2 separate regions of the Hordeum vulgare genome follow, and region 2 is linked to region 1. Evidence: chromatin contacts called from public Hi-C data. All regions are on one chromosome and are shown on one strand. Each heading gives the region's core, a stretch centred on a gene start, on an enhancer-like site or on the middle of the called end of the contact. The rest is flanking DNA. Distances are from core to core; before and after follow the strand shown. Region 1 has its middle 150 kb from the start of LOC123443129. Region 2 has its middle 43 kb from the start of LOC123443130.

What was found. Hi-C and Micro-C count contacts between places; a contact is called where the count stands out from the background.
Region 2: a Hi-C map of leaf shows a contact between it and region 1, with 2.3 times the contacts expected there. The contact joins two enhancer-like sites. A contact is called at or near these places in 3 of 6 Hi-C or Micro-C datasets (leaf and seedling).

What each region holds. Positions count from the first base shown.
Region 1 is chr3H:101,808,970-101,816,275 of MorexV3_pseudomolecules_assembly, reverse strand. No RefSeq gene overlaps it. Among protein-coding and RNA genes, the nearest start is that of LOC123443129, 150 kb to the right of the region's middle. Within about 2 kb of position 5,090, at least 3 of the 3 cell types and tissues checked have open chromatin away from gene starts, as enhancers often do. A contact at or near this core is called in leaf and seedling, where this site is marked.
Region 2 is chr3H:101,982,239-101,989,180 of MorexV3_pseudomolecules_assembly, reverse strand. No RefSeq gene overlaps it. Among protein-coding and RNA genes, the nearest start is that of LOC123443130, 43 kb to the left of the region's middle. Within about 2 kb of position 1,285, at least 3 of the 3 cell types and tissues checked have open chromatin away from gene starts, as enhancers often do. A contact at or near this core is called in leaf and seedling, where this site is marked.

The DNA of each region.
Region 1 (7,306 bases), core at 3,841-6,340:
CCTTAGACTTGCTTTGGAAGCTAGTGGTAGTTCCTATGCACCCTTAACACTCATGTATCCTCTACATGACTTGCCACATAGAGTGGATAAGTCCAGGTCATCGTTGCCTTCCCCCGTGTACCAGACAAATGGGCATGTAGCTCTCCAACGAGCTTGGTCCCACCATGATTTCTCCCTTGTCTTCGCATGAATCAACCCCGTATTGGTTCGCCTTACAAGTGGGCCCCACATGTCGGGATAAGTGGTGGCTCGCCCTCGTCCTCGTTTGTTGCGGTGCACGCCTCCTCTAGAAGGCGTATTCTCGCGTATGCACCTTCAACATCACCTCTTTGTCATCACGTCACGGTGAAACGACTAAGAGCAACTCTAACGGGGCGACCCATCTCGTCCACCGCCGTTCGTTTGGGTCGGCGCACACAAAAACGTCGGCCGAACGCGCGGACCCAAACGGATGCATGTCCGCTTGGTGTCCGCTTGCCGACCCATCCTAGCCCATTTTTAAGCCGGATTTGCGTTAGCGCGGACACGAGATAGACGCGCGCGCGCCCCTTCTGCTCCCCCGGGCCCGCTAGTTGGTGGCAGCCTCCAACAATTCCCTCCATTTCCCCCAAAAACCCTCCTCCCTGCGCGCGCTCCCGCCCACCCCCGCCATGGACGACGACCTCGACGCCGCCACCGGCCTCGCCTCCCTCGCCTGGTCCGGCATGACGACCGACCCCTCCGACAAAGGCAAGCCTCCCCCCCCCCCCCCCCGCAAGACCGCCGACGCGCCCAAGCCAAAGAAGACGTTGATGCCCGAACATCTCACAAAGGAGTCGGCCAACAGGAAGGGTCGTAGGCACGCGACGGGCACAAGGGATGAAGCCATCGTTGTGGTCGCCATCGTCGCCGCCGCGCAGCAGGATGTCAGCAACGCCCGCATCGCGGCAGCAATGAGGGATGCACTCTATATGCTAGGGTTAAACCCGAACCAGCACGGCCGCGGCCAGCACCGGCTCATCCGCGTTCCCTCGGATGGTGCTGCCGGACTCACCCAGCACGTCGGCTTGCACCCCGATGCCCGACTTCTACGTCTACCCGCGGGCCTCCCGCCTCTTCGGGGAGTGCTCGCCGGAGGTGAGCGTGGTGGCGCCTTCCACGCCCGCGCCCGCGCCCATCGACCTCAATGCCATGCCGGTGGCCGGTGGCTCGTCATCAGGAGGCACGAGGAAACGCGCACGGCAGATGCCAGCCGACGTGCTGCCAGGCGCACGCAACCTCTTCGACGGAATGCCGGCTGCTGGCGACGGCGACTACATGAAAAATTTGATCTTTGATGGTGGTGCACCGGGCGCTGGCTACGATCCCGGTGAGACACAAAGCAAGGATGGTCGAGGAGCGATCACGTTGTCCACCTTTGATCAAGATCAGGCGGCCTTCATGCGTGATTAGGTCGGCATGGACCTGGACGGCTTCCCATTCGACCACGAGTTTCTGGAGGACTACGGTCAAGAGGAAGAGGACGAGTGCGACATTGAAGGAGAGCCTTTGTTCGAGGATGAGCTCGCTAACCAAGCCGCCTGGAAGAAGACGAAGCGCAAGAGCAAGCGGACCAAGGCATACACGGCATCCGAGGACAACCTTCTTTGCAAGTATTGGAGAGACATTGGGCAAGACCCCAAGATGGACGCTGAACAAAAGCATTCAACTTTTTGGATTTGTGTCCACCGTGAGTTCCATGAGTGCAAGAAGTTTCCACCGTACCAAATAGTAAGCACGCGCGGGTGGGTGTCCATTTCGAAGCATTGGAGGGTGATCCAACAAGAGTGCAATAAGTTTTGTGCCACTCTTGAGAGCGTCAAGGCCTGTCCCGTGAGCAGCATCGGCATGCAAGACATGGTATGCTAGCAAGCCGCCCTCTTTTGTGTCATCAAGTTTATGCTTATGTGTTCATTTGCATACCATTTGCCAATATGCTTGCATAAAATACATTTGTAGGCATTTCAAGCTTTGGAGGCATTCAAGTTCCAACACAATGGCAAGTGCTTTAACCTCTCCCATTGCTTTAGGGTCATCAAAGACGATGAGAAGTTCAAGTCACAATATTTCGCCCTCAAGTCGTGTGGTGGGAAGCAAGCCGTGGAGGAGGTTGGGGATGGCGAGAACGCACGACAACGGGAAAAGACCAACTCCAAGAAGGAGGACAAGTGGGATGCGGCGTCGATCGCCTTGACCGCAACTGCGGAGGGCATGATGAGCAAGAAGGACTCAAGGGAGGAGGAGCGTCGACGTTACAAAGAAGAGCAAATGAACGCCTTTACAGAGATCCAAAGGAGGAGGCTTGAGATGGAGGCGGAGAAGCAAGCCAAGATGCTTGAGATGGAGGCGAAGAAGCAAGCCAAGATGCTAGAGATCGAGGCCGCCAACACCAAGACCAAAGCGAAAGAAGTGGCTCTTGCGAGCATGATGACCGGGTGGAGATCATGAAGGTGGATCTCAACACCGTGTCGCCAAGGAAGAGGTCGTGGTTCGAGAAGATGTAGACCAACATGCTCAAGTTTGATGAGGAGTGATCTATGGCGGCGAGCGCCATCCTTTTGTATGCTGGCATGACCACGGGGCCACGATGGCGTGGTTGAACTCAAATCCCACCCATTTTTGTGTGCTGGCATGTGTGTCGGTCGCTGGCGAGTGTGGCAGCATGAACTATGTGGTGATACATGGCCGGTGGCATTATATGCCGACGCTGGTATGGTGCCGGCATATGATACATGGCCGCTGGCATGACATATGACCGTTGGTCTTTAAAAAAAAATTATGTGCGAACATGAAATGGATCGACGCGTTGAGCGCATTACCGATCCAAATCTAAAATAGAACGGACGCCGGGCGGACGGCCGACCCAAACGGACAAAAGACAGACAAAAGCGTGTTCCATTTGGATCGACCCGTTGAAGTTAATCTAAGCGAAAGACATTTGTCAACTATACTAGAAAGTGTATAGTTGTTCACCATCCAATGTTTATCGAACGAACGCGTGTAACTTCATCCATGTTAATCGGACTGAGGTGATTCAAATTCCCAGCTTCATCTTTCAGAGAGTTATACCCAGGCATTATTTGATAAATTGCAAAGAAAAAAGTAAAAAAAAAAAGTGGGTTTCTAACATCTGCCTCCTCTCTCTTCCTGAAGCTCTCATTTCCTGATCGTTCGCTACTCGGAAAATAATGTCTCTGTCCCATGCATTCTGGTTATCCGCATCTTCGGACGCGCAGAAACGACACCAAGCTCAAATTCAACATACTACAGCGTAGGCTTTTGTGTGGAATAAGAGTGCCTGTGTTATGAACCTCCAAAACAAAACAACATTAATGCTGCATTTCATATTGGGCATGGGTTCTTCCCCCCCCCCCCCCCCCCCCCCCCCCATCACGTACCCCAACTTGAGACCGGCCACCCCTCATTATCGTCGTCGAACAAACCCCTCCTCCCGTGATGGATGACGATGCTAACTTAGCTGCCAAGCAAGACATCTCCTGGCCACCAGCACCACCACGGCACCACCAGCAGCGCGATCGAAACTTGCAGCGCCATGGGCGCGCGCGGTTGCCCCGCATGCACCGCGTATATGAGCGCTCGCGCTGCGCACGGGGTACGCCGGCCGATCCACGTGGGGATAGAGCATCTACAGCCGAATCCCTCAAAAACGTGTACAAATTATCCGGGCACTGATCGATTATAAAAATTTAACTCAATCGGACGCCTTAAACGAGCCTCAAACGTCCGGAGTGACCAACACCCCTCGTATTCATCCTAAATATGGAGCGAACATAAAAGAGTCCAGATGCGCCCGGGCACGCCCGCCACGTCGGTCTGGCGGTGTAGTCCCACGCGGACTCGCCCTAAAATTCAACAGTCCGACTGGCGCCTCGACCGTTTGCGCGGTGTGAACGTTGTGTGGTGCCGCTTCGGCTCTTCGCCCGATGCCAGAGCCGGCTTAAAAGCCGATCAACGTCCTCCCGCCTAGCACATCCGTCCCCTTCCTCCATCTGTTGCCACCCGAGCCCACCTGCCTCCTTTCCCCCGCTCTCCGGCCTTACTATGGTCCGCCAAAGGATCGCCACCTACGGTCAGTTCATGACGGAGCACCGATGCAGATCGAGACAGAGATCCAGACTCAGCGCGTCATCCGTATTGTTGAGGGTCTCCTTCCGGACACGTCGAACACGGAGAACGAGCAGCAACGGAGGAGGACGAGCCGGAGAAGGAGGACAACGCTCCGGGCTTCAATATGATGGAGGCGATGGAGGAGTTCGTCGCCGCCCAAGCCGACGAGATGGCGGAGCAGCAGGCATCATGAATACCATCCGGGATGAGGTCGAGATGGAGGCTAACCGCCGGTTTATCCGGCAGAGGTAGGCGGATGCCGACGTCCTCTTCGACGAGGTCGAGGCGGAGATATCGATGGAGGAAGCCGCAACGAAGCAGCCGGAGGTGGCAGAGGGGGCTGCAGCGCCGGTGTCGGAGGGAACAGAGCTGCATCTGCCGCACATCTATCCTTCAGAAAGCACGAAAATTATCGATATCTCTAACAAATAATAGATAACTCGTACATAGTAGGTAGGTTTAATATGCTGCATGTTTCTGTATGAGTTTACGGTATAAATATGAGATATCGGGATGCAGTAGTCATTTCATGAGGCGTAAGGCTTGCGTTTGCGAACGCCTTCGCAAACTTTGGAGAGTCTGGACTTGCAAGTTCCTGTAAGTGCTCTTACACACCGTCGCACAGGCCCCCGACCGGCGGAGTGGACAGACATACGCGGCGCACACGGTGGGCACGTCGAGCCGGAGCATGCAGCAGCGTGGTACTAGTCTACGTACGTGCCGCAAGGGGGCTTGAATGAATGCAGTGCAGGCGCCCTGGACTGTGTACGCAGCGGAATCATTTAAAGGCGTTTGCATAGTGGAAGCGTCGCGTCAAGGGACTTGGGAGTGGCCAAAGCCAATAGCTGCAGCGGCCGCCGGTACCAATCAGGTGGGCTTGGACTGGGACGTAGCGATAGGCGAGGCAAGAAGCAACAGCAGCGTGTCCCGTGCGAGTGCGACGACGGAAAGTGTATGCCGTGCGCGCATGCAGATGGATCCAGGCCCGCGCGCAAATATCAGGTGGCCGGCAGCAGGCAGCAACAGCCAAAATTTGTGGCAGGGGGGCTGACTGTACGTGAAGCATTGAGGCCATGCCACTCGCGCCACCAACCTGCCTACCCAGCAGCAGCAGCCTTTCAGCCTTGTCCGGTCGACCTCTCTAGAGTCCGGGTGGGCCCACGTTCTTGTCAAACTACTGTTTCATTCCGTATAGGTCTCAGGATTTTGCACATTTTCAAATATGTTCAGATCAATAATCAAGTCATTTATTCCTCTTGTGCAATAAAGTGAAACAATTAGGGCCACTTCGGTTTGTAGTATTCTAAAACGTAGGAATAGAGAAAGGGAAACGCTTCGAGTCGGCGTGTTTATCGAATCGTTCCGCCGATCGCACGCGGTACGCGCGGTAGCTAGCCCACGCACGTAATATTTTTTTGTTCAGATTTGCTACAACCAAGGTTAAATTTGTTATAAAATTTTCTCATTTGTTACAATTTGTCTATTAAAAAAGTTGCATTCATGTTTGGATGCAACTCGAGTTCGTTGGTTTTTTTTGCTACAACCGACGTTTTGATTTTTACTGCAAGCGTGTTAATTTTTGCTACAATCGGTATTATTTTTTTCCTGCAACCATTCACTACAAAAGTTGCATACACATTCGTCAGAATTGCAACCCGAGTTCACCGGATTGTTTTTGCTATAACCCATATTTTGTTTTGCTACCACGCATCATCACCATCGTTCTTTTGCTACGACCACGTTGATATTATTTTGCTACAAACATATTTTTTTTGCAACCGTGGACGAAATTTGTTGCATCGTGGCCGAAATTTGCTACATCGAGAAATTTTGTTGCATGGATAAATCTAACAATACGGCCCGCGGATCTAACGACCACGCTGCGACCGGCGCGAGCGTTCGGGCCGGTGCGCCGGCGCCCAATACTGCCCATAGAAAAAGATGAAGAAGAAACACGTCCTTCTGAAGGTTACTTGTGAAAATATGCACTTACAAACCAAACATGCATTTACTTTAATTGTTGAGTATATATTTGTACATGTAGGTTGTGTCATAGATCCACCTCCTAGTTCCTTGTATAATTGAGATTGAGGCTCATCTTGTACCTTATATAAAAGTGTGTGGTGCACTCAATCAATACTCAGAGTTGTACAACCCAAACCTAAGTCTCAACATGGTATCCGTTTCCTTCACGTTCCTAACCTAGCCGTCGTCGCCGCCGCTGCACCATCTATCGTGCAGCTGCCGCCTGCGCCGCAGCGCCCTCCCTCGCGTCGACGCCGCCATCGTCGCCGCACCTCCATCGCGCAGACGTCGTCGCCGCATCCTCCCGCCGCCACACACCGTTGTTGCTGCCGCTCTCTCCCAGCCTCCGCTGCCATCGTGTGTCGCCGCATCCCACCTCCACCGCTTCCACTTCCCTCACCCGTACCTTCCGATGCCGTTGCTCGCCTGCTGCCATGGTCTCCCCGAGCTCCTCGGTCTCCTCCGGCAGGAATTCGTTCGCCGGCCTGGACGTCACCCTCGTTCGCGACCTCAACATCTTCGACCGCGTTCCGGTGATCCTTAACGAGTCCACTGCCTCCTACTCCGCCTGGAAGAGGTACTTCTCCTTGGTGTTCCACGAGTACCTGCTCCATGGTCACATCGATGGCACCGTGGACTCTCGTCTCATTGTGAACAACGAGGACTGGATGATCCTCGACGCCAGCATCATCCGCTGGTTCTACCTCACCATCTCCAAGGATCTCTTCCACACGTTAGTGTGCGATGATGATAACGCTTACGCCGTCTGGACCAAGCTCAACGGCCTCTTCACCGACAACAAACTTCAGCGCAAGGTCCTTCTTCACGGCGAGTTCTATGGGTGCCAGCAGCTTGACTCATCTATCGATGATTTTTGCATGCGCCTCAAAAAGCTTGCGGATGAGCTCCATGATCTTGGCGAAATGATTGGCGATGAGCTCCTCATCAGCACCCTCACCATGGGCCTCAACGATGACTTTGGGAACGCCGCCTCCAACCTTACTCTCATCCCGGAACCTACCTTTGCTAAGGTGGTGGCGTACCTCAAGTTTGAGGAGAGACGGATGAAGATGGCGCGGATACAGGCCACACCCACGGTTCTCACCACCACCACCCGTGGTGGACCGACGGCGCC
Region 2 (6,942 bases), core at 36-2,535, 180 kb before region 1:
AAGAAATGGTCATGTTTTAGTTTTATATTCAAAATTTCAAATATGATATTTTATTTTTGATAAATTAAAAAAATGTTCAGAAATTTAAAATGTTCTCATTTTCGGAAAACAGTTCAAAAATATCTAAAACTTTTCATGTTTTCATTTTTTTTGTTTTAAAAAAACGTGTGAGACTTTCCAAAAATGTTTGTGCTTCTGAATGTTCAGAAATTCATTGTTTTCCATATTATGAAAATATGTTCCGAATATTAGAAATCTGTGTGAAAAATTTGAATGTTGTTTGTGTTTTCAAAAAATGACAGGGAATTTCATCGTGCTTCTGAATGTTTTTCAATAATTCAATAAATATTTGATGTTTTTAAAAATGTTCGGAAATTTCAACAAAATATTGCGTTTTCAAAGGTTGTCCTATTAACAAATGTTTGTTCTAGAAATTCAATTATTGTTCACTTTTAAAAATATATTTAGGAACTTGAAAAAAAATCTGTCAGAAAATATTCATGTTTGTATTTTTATTTTCAAATTGGAAAATTTGCCAAAGTTTTTAACAAAATTATCGGATTTTCTAATATTACACATTGTTAAAAATGTTGACAAATTCCAAGGAAAGTTTGAAAAAAAAACTGCCCGTATCATGCCTTGGAATTTGTTAACAACGTAATGCTCCTCTTTATGCTTAGCTCTACTGGTTAGTTGCTCTCATACACAAGACAGAGGTCCAAAGTTCGAATCCTAGCGAGGCTTTGCGCGCTTCTCCATTTTTTAACATCGTTGTGTTACAGTTAGGGGTGGGCATAAAAACCAAAAGTCGAAGACCGAAGTCGAAAAAACCGAGGACCAATGCTTCGGTTGTTCGTTCGGTTGGAAAACTGTAGAAACCGAAAATATATCGGTAAGTTCGGTCGTTCGCGTTTGTTGACCGAATCACTGAATTAACCCAAATATTGGGTATGTATTGCTGGAGCCTAGCACATAAAGCCCAATAACCTACCAGCATTAATACCATCCAGTAACCGCAGAAAGTTTATCCCTGGTCTTTTCTCGGCCACAAACACACGCAGCCCTTTTGACTTATCCTAAGATTCCCTCGAGGCGTCCACACACGCAGGCCACGCATAAAACCAAATTTGAAAATAAACCAAGGCACCAGACCAAACTATTCGGTCTAACAGAATGCCCATGTCTGACTACAGTAGATGCAAACAGGCGTGCTTGCTACAACGCCCAGTATTGGGCCGGCCCAGTCTGGGGACTGGGGGTCCGTGCATGCATTGCATGGCTGTTTCACGCAAATGCGTCGAATAGGAGCTCGCATGACAAGAGTGTTGATTCGGTTGAAAGGCTCATCTGCACGTGCGTTGAAGAAAGAATTCAAAACAAATACTCAAAAAATTCAAAAAAATCTATTATTTTACATAGTAGACAATTTGATGCGTGAGGTGCGCTTAAATTTCAAATTATTTGAACATTTGAGTAACTTTCGGCAAAAGGACAAATTAGAGGTTTGTAAAAAAGTTTAGTGTTCATTTATTGTTCGGACCCAATTTTTTTTTTGAGAGCTACTCGTAAGTTTAAATTATCTGAAATTAAGAACGCACATCACACTTCAAATTATCTAGCATGCAAAAAAATGATTTTTTCTGTACTTTTTATAAAAAATAAATAACCGGATGGAGATGAGTCTGGTCTCAGAGATACCTTTTCACTTTCTTCGCAGTTCCAGGGGAGCTCGAAAAATTCCACGCAGGCGAGAACCGCGGTGGACGGCAGCTTCACGTCTCGGCCCTCCACCATTGACGGGCTGGCTTGGCAATGGCAGCGGTGTCCCTTTCACCTTATCTTACATCATTCCACACATTTCCCCGTAGTTTTCTCCAAGCAACTTCGTCCAGGATATTTATCCGATGTCGACTGATCCTAGTTGGAGTGTGATGTAATCACCAGAAACAATAATAGTCCTTTGATTCATTCACCGGTTGCGTGCCGGAGAAGGCTCTGGTGGCTGACTAGGCCGCCTGAGTACGTGCTCGCAGCTTTCGACACATGGGAACGATCCAACTGCGAACGAGGCATCGCCGGAGTGGCTGTCAGAGTTGTCATGGTCTTCTAGTCTTTGCTTATCTGATGAAGGTGCTGTTGTTTGAAAGGCACGCGGGCTACTATGATGATACCACAATGCAATACCACACACTAAATTTACAGAGAACGAGCTGTTCATGTTGCCCACAATGCCCAATGACATATCCGGTTCGTTTACTTGTCAAAAAACAGAGCAAGGAAGGGATGGAGGTCTTTGAGAATGCTCCCAGTTTAGGATATACTCCCTCCGTTCCTAAATATAAGAACTTTTAGACATTGTACTATAAACTACATACGGATGTACATAGACATATTTTAGAGTATAGATTTATTCATTTTGCTTCGTATGTAGTCTTCTAGTGAAATACTTAAAAGGTCTTATATTTTGAAACGGAGGGAGTACAATGTTATAACCTGTGTGTCCATATCTTATACGGAGGTGATTAGGGCATATTTCCAAGGCTCCCGGAGCTTCACTTCAGTTCAGTTTAGCATACACGGGATTCCACACGGAATGTGAGAGTACTCACATATGATCGAATCGCGACAAAGCCTTGCCTTTACGCCTATGGTCTTAGAAGCAGTGACTTTAAAAAATTACGCGGATCCGATATCCAATCAATTAATCCTACAAACCAACTAAACCGGGGAAGCTGAAACGGAAATGCAATTCTTGGGTGAGGGAAGGGGGAAGCTCGAGCTTCCTCGCTCGCTCAAATAGCTTCCTCCCTATTTCTCGAAACATGCCTTTGTCCAGCTTTATATATAAAGTAACAACCAAATAAAATACACGACCGAACGATACAAAGAGATGGTGTGGCCTTCAAACACTGCCGATCTCAAGATAACCAGACCACGTAGAACACATGCGACTATGCAATCGAAATAAAGTACACGATGAACTAAAGAAACACCGTGTTAAGCCCTATAACACCTAACCTCCACAAACAACGTCCCCCATTAGGGATAACAACGCTAGGTGTCGCCGTTGCCGAGTCTACATAGACAAAGGTTTTCACCGGAACTCAGACACAGAGAGGAGCACCATGACGACGTCTTCAAGAAGATAATGGCGTCCGCAAGCGTCGCCGTCGTCAGCGACAAAGCGCGGAGCTTTCGCTTGACAGCTCCCCCGAGTCACCATGAGGTCTTCAGGGCAAGCGGGAGGTGCATATAACTTCCACTTCCGGATCGGGGCACGACCATCGTCATCGACAGCGAGCGCGCCTGAGCCACCCGCAGCATCATCTCTCGCCGCCACACGACCAAGAGGTAATGCTATCCTCGCCGCTATGGTGCCCGTCAGAGAGCCAACCATGCGAACCTCCATCCAGGGCCGCCACCCCGGTATCCATGTCCAGGACTCCACCAACCGTCCACATCATGGTACACCTGCCACGGAAGGAGGAGAAAAAGGCGGCACCTTTGTTCCTAGCCCGACATCAGCCGCAGAGTGTGGGTTGACGCCTCCATGTTAAGTGGCATCCACGCCTGGATCCCCAGCCGTACCCGATGGACAAGGGAGACCCTACTCCGTGACTACCGACGGTCGTCGCCGAGCCCGCTCGCACGACGCCAGGACCATGGCCCTTGATGTCGATCTGGCCGGCAGAGTAGCAGAGTTCGGACCACCACCAACGTCCACCATATCCATGAGGAAAGGGGCTCACCACCCACGGGAACCTCCCAGATCAAGCCCAAGCATACCTACGCCGAGGGTGAACTCCGACTCGCCTCAGGCACTGTCCAGATCCGCCCGAGCACGAGCCCCGGCTCGCACCCAAGTCGGCCTAGAACTAGGGGATGGAGGCCAGTTGAACTGCCACCCAGCGCAACCGAGAGTGACATGACCCGGAGCACCAATCGTCGCCTCCCCATCGATCCGCACCATTCGCTCCCAGGACGCGGTCACTACAGCCATAGAGCCGCCGGACCAACCTAGCAAGGAGCACGCCGCCACACTGGTCCTCTGCAGTAGCACAGCCATGAGCGGTGGCCGGCCCATGCCGTCTCAGCCCGCGCCACGAGATGGTAGCTGGACAGAGCATCCGCTCGATCCAGATCTATGTCGGAATGCCCATAGCGGCCACCTGCGCAGGCACGCCCCACCTCGTCCACGACGAGCAGCCGCCCGCACCGCCACCCCAGGATGCCACCGCCGTGTCGTCCCGGCGGCAGCCGCGACGCGCCGTTCTGTAGAACTACGCACATCCGCGACATGATGCTGTCTCGCGCCATGGCGATGTCCCACGCCAGCCCACCGCGAGGAAGGGAAAGAGGCCCCGCCGCCACCGATGGTGGCCGGGCTTTGCCTGGTGACACGAGCCAGCGGCGACGAGGGAGGGGCGGAGCGCGAGGGAGGTTAGAGGGGGCGACCCTAGGTTTCACCTCCCCACTCGCGGGAGCGGGCGAGACGAGTGAGGCCGTGGGAGGTCTCTCCCGACACTCTCCCTATTAACACAAAACTATCTTAAGATCATCTCCTCCTTGGGAAAGTTCGTTATCTACAAGTAAGTTAGAGAATTCCCGTTGTCAAGCTAGTTATCTTATACAAGACTTTTCTAAGTCCTGCAAGCATGTTCAGGTGGAAGCGTATTATGGCCGCTGAAGGCGCTGAAGGCCCCGCTCACCTGAAGTAATCTATCAAAATTCTTATTTCTATGAATATCGTAGAGAGTGATTTCAATCTCATATAGCTAGCTTTCCTTTCAAAGTGAAACGATTTTCCTTTTACATTGAGACATTGAACTGGATTTTGTTTCACCACTACTATCGTAACGCATAGAAAACACTAACGTTTCCACTCGCTTTCAACCACTACCACTGTACTAGAGTCTCATGCAGTCGGTCAAGTATTGAGTTTCTACTAGAATATAAGGACTTATGAGAACTAAAAAGAAGTAACTATTTTTTTATCATAGTTCATTGAATTAAGGGGGCCCATTCACGGGGTTTCGTGGGAGAGTTGGGTTTGATTCCCTTTATACGCGATGTGGCAAAAAAGTCTAATTCAACGAAATATGCCATGTGAGCATTAAGATCTAAAACATGTCATCTACTTCTAGGAAATGTTTGTAACAGAGAACTTTATCTAATCCAATACAACTGAGATCAACCAATGGTTCCAGCACTTAGCACAACGTGCCACTTAATTGGACGAGCACAAGATGAGGCCTACCTACCTTATAACATTTAGGAAAAGCGAACATTGTATTAAGGGGTTTCTATCACTTAGTAATAAAGTTGGATACCCATATCCCAGGACCATACAAACCCACTACATGAAATGCCCCAAAGCCAAAGCAAGCTAGACCTGCAAACCTTATGTAATGGTTCGGACCGTGGAAACCATTCAACACCGTCCTGTAATGGTTCGCGAAGTGGTCCGGACGCGATTTCTCCCACGGAGGTTTGCGGCAGTTAGGACCTGTACTTTGCCCAGTTCTGACCACCCTGACCCACCACTCTCTCCTCCGAGCAAAATGGCTAGCACCTCTCCAAAGTGTTAGTGCCTATATTCATGCCCGTACAGAGCGGACATGACCGCTCACTAGCGCTGGCATTGAAGCGGCGCGCCGGCCAGAGTGTGCCACATGCGCCACTTATTGTTGTAGGTGACTGATGCGAGTTAAAACGACACGACGGTCGCCCATCCGTCCATCTGCCCTGCACATTGATGACACACGGTTGGTGAGGCGTCTCGTTCAGCGCCATCCTCCGTCCATATGCCGCTCGCCATTGCTATATAAACCGCTGCACCAATCGTAGCCGCAGTCATAGCCTCCGATACCTCTTCCACTATGGATTCCTCCCCCGCCAAAGCTCTCTGGGACGGGATGACATCGTAGCGGTAGAAGGAGATGGCCGACGTTGCTGTCTGCTGGCAGCCATAGGACATGGACGTCCAAATGGGAGGATGCCACCGCTGATGACCCGGTACTACCTGTTGGTATTAAAATCTGCTGATCTCGAGTAAGGGGTACAAACTATGGATCTTGGATCGATGGGTAACAAGGGGCGAAGGAGACGATGTTTTACCCAGGTTTGGGCCCTCTTGATGGAGGTAAAACCCTATGTCGTGCTCTTATTGTATTGATGAAGTAGTATAGAGTACAAAGTTGATCTATCTCAAGATCAGATGTTGTGGTCTAAACCCTAATCATGATGAGCTTAATGTATCCTACGAACTATGCCGCCCTGGTTTATATAGATACCAAGGGTACTAGGATTACACAAAGTCAGTTACAATAGGGAAGGAATATGCCGATTACTACGTCGCCTTGGATCGTATGCCAAGTCTTCGGAAGAGCCCATCTTGATTCCGATACTTCTAATGATGACCTAACAGGCCTGCGAATCTGTCCCATGAGAATAGATAGGCAGCCCGTGGAGCCCTTAGTCCCGGACTCCCTGAGTAGCCCCGGAACTAGCCTCCAATGTTGTAGTCTAGGCTCACCATCTTCATGTTTCTGCGATCTCCGTCTTGCAGGGTGAGTTCCACCTTAAATTCGACTGATCTTATTTCACATTGTTTTTTCATCTACGACTGATGAAACGTCGTTGGGCCCATGAAAATGAATATTTTCTTCCCGCATGGGTTAACCACCTCCTCGATTCTTGCATGCTAATGAAAATAGGTGGTTCCTTCCCAAATAAAAAGAGAAGTTACTTATCATATAACCTACACGTGCCCCCGGCAATGCTCCACATACCCTCGAGTACGTCGAGAAGAACACTAGAGAAACCAATAGATGGTGACTGCTCTAGTCTCATCCTCGCGCCCTCATGGCTCTAATCCACGAGATTGGGCTAGTTGGTCTGTATCATGCCTACGTCTGTGCGAGATTGAATTGCAAGGGTATT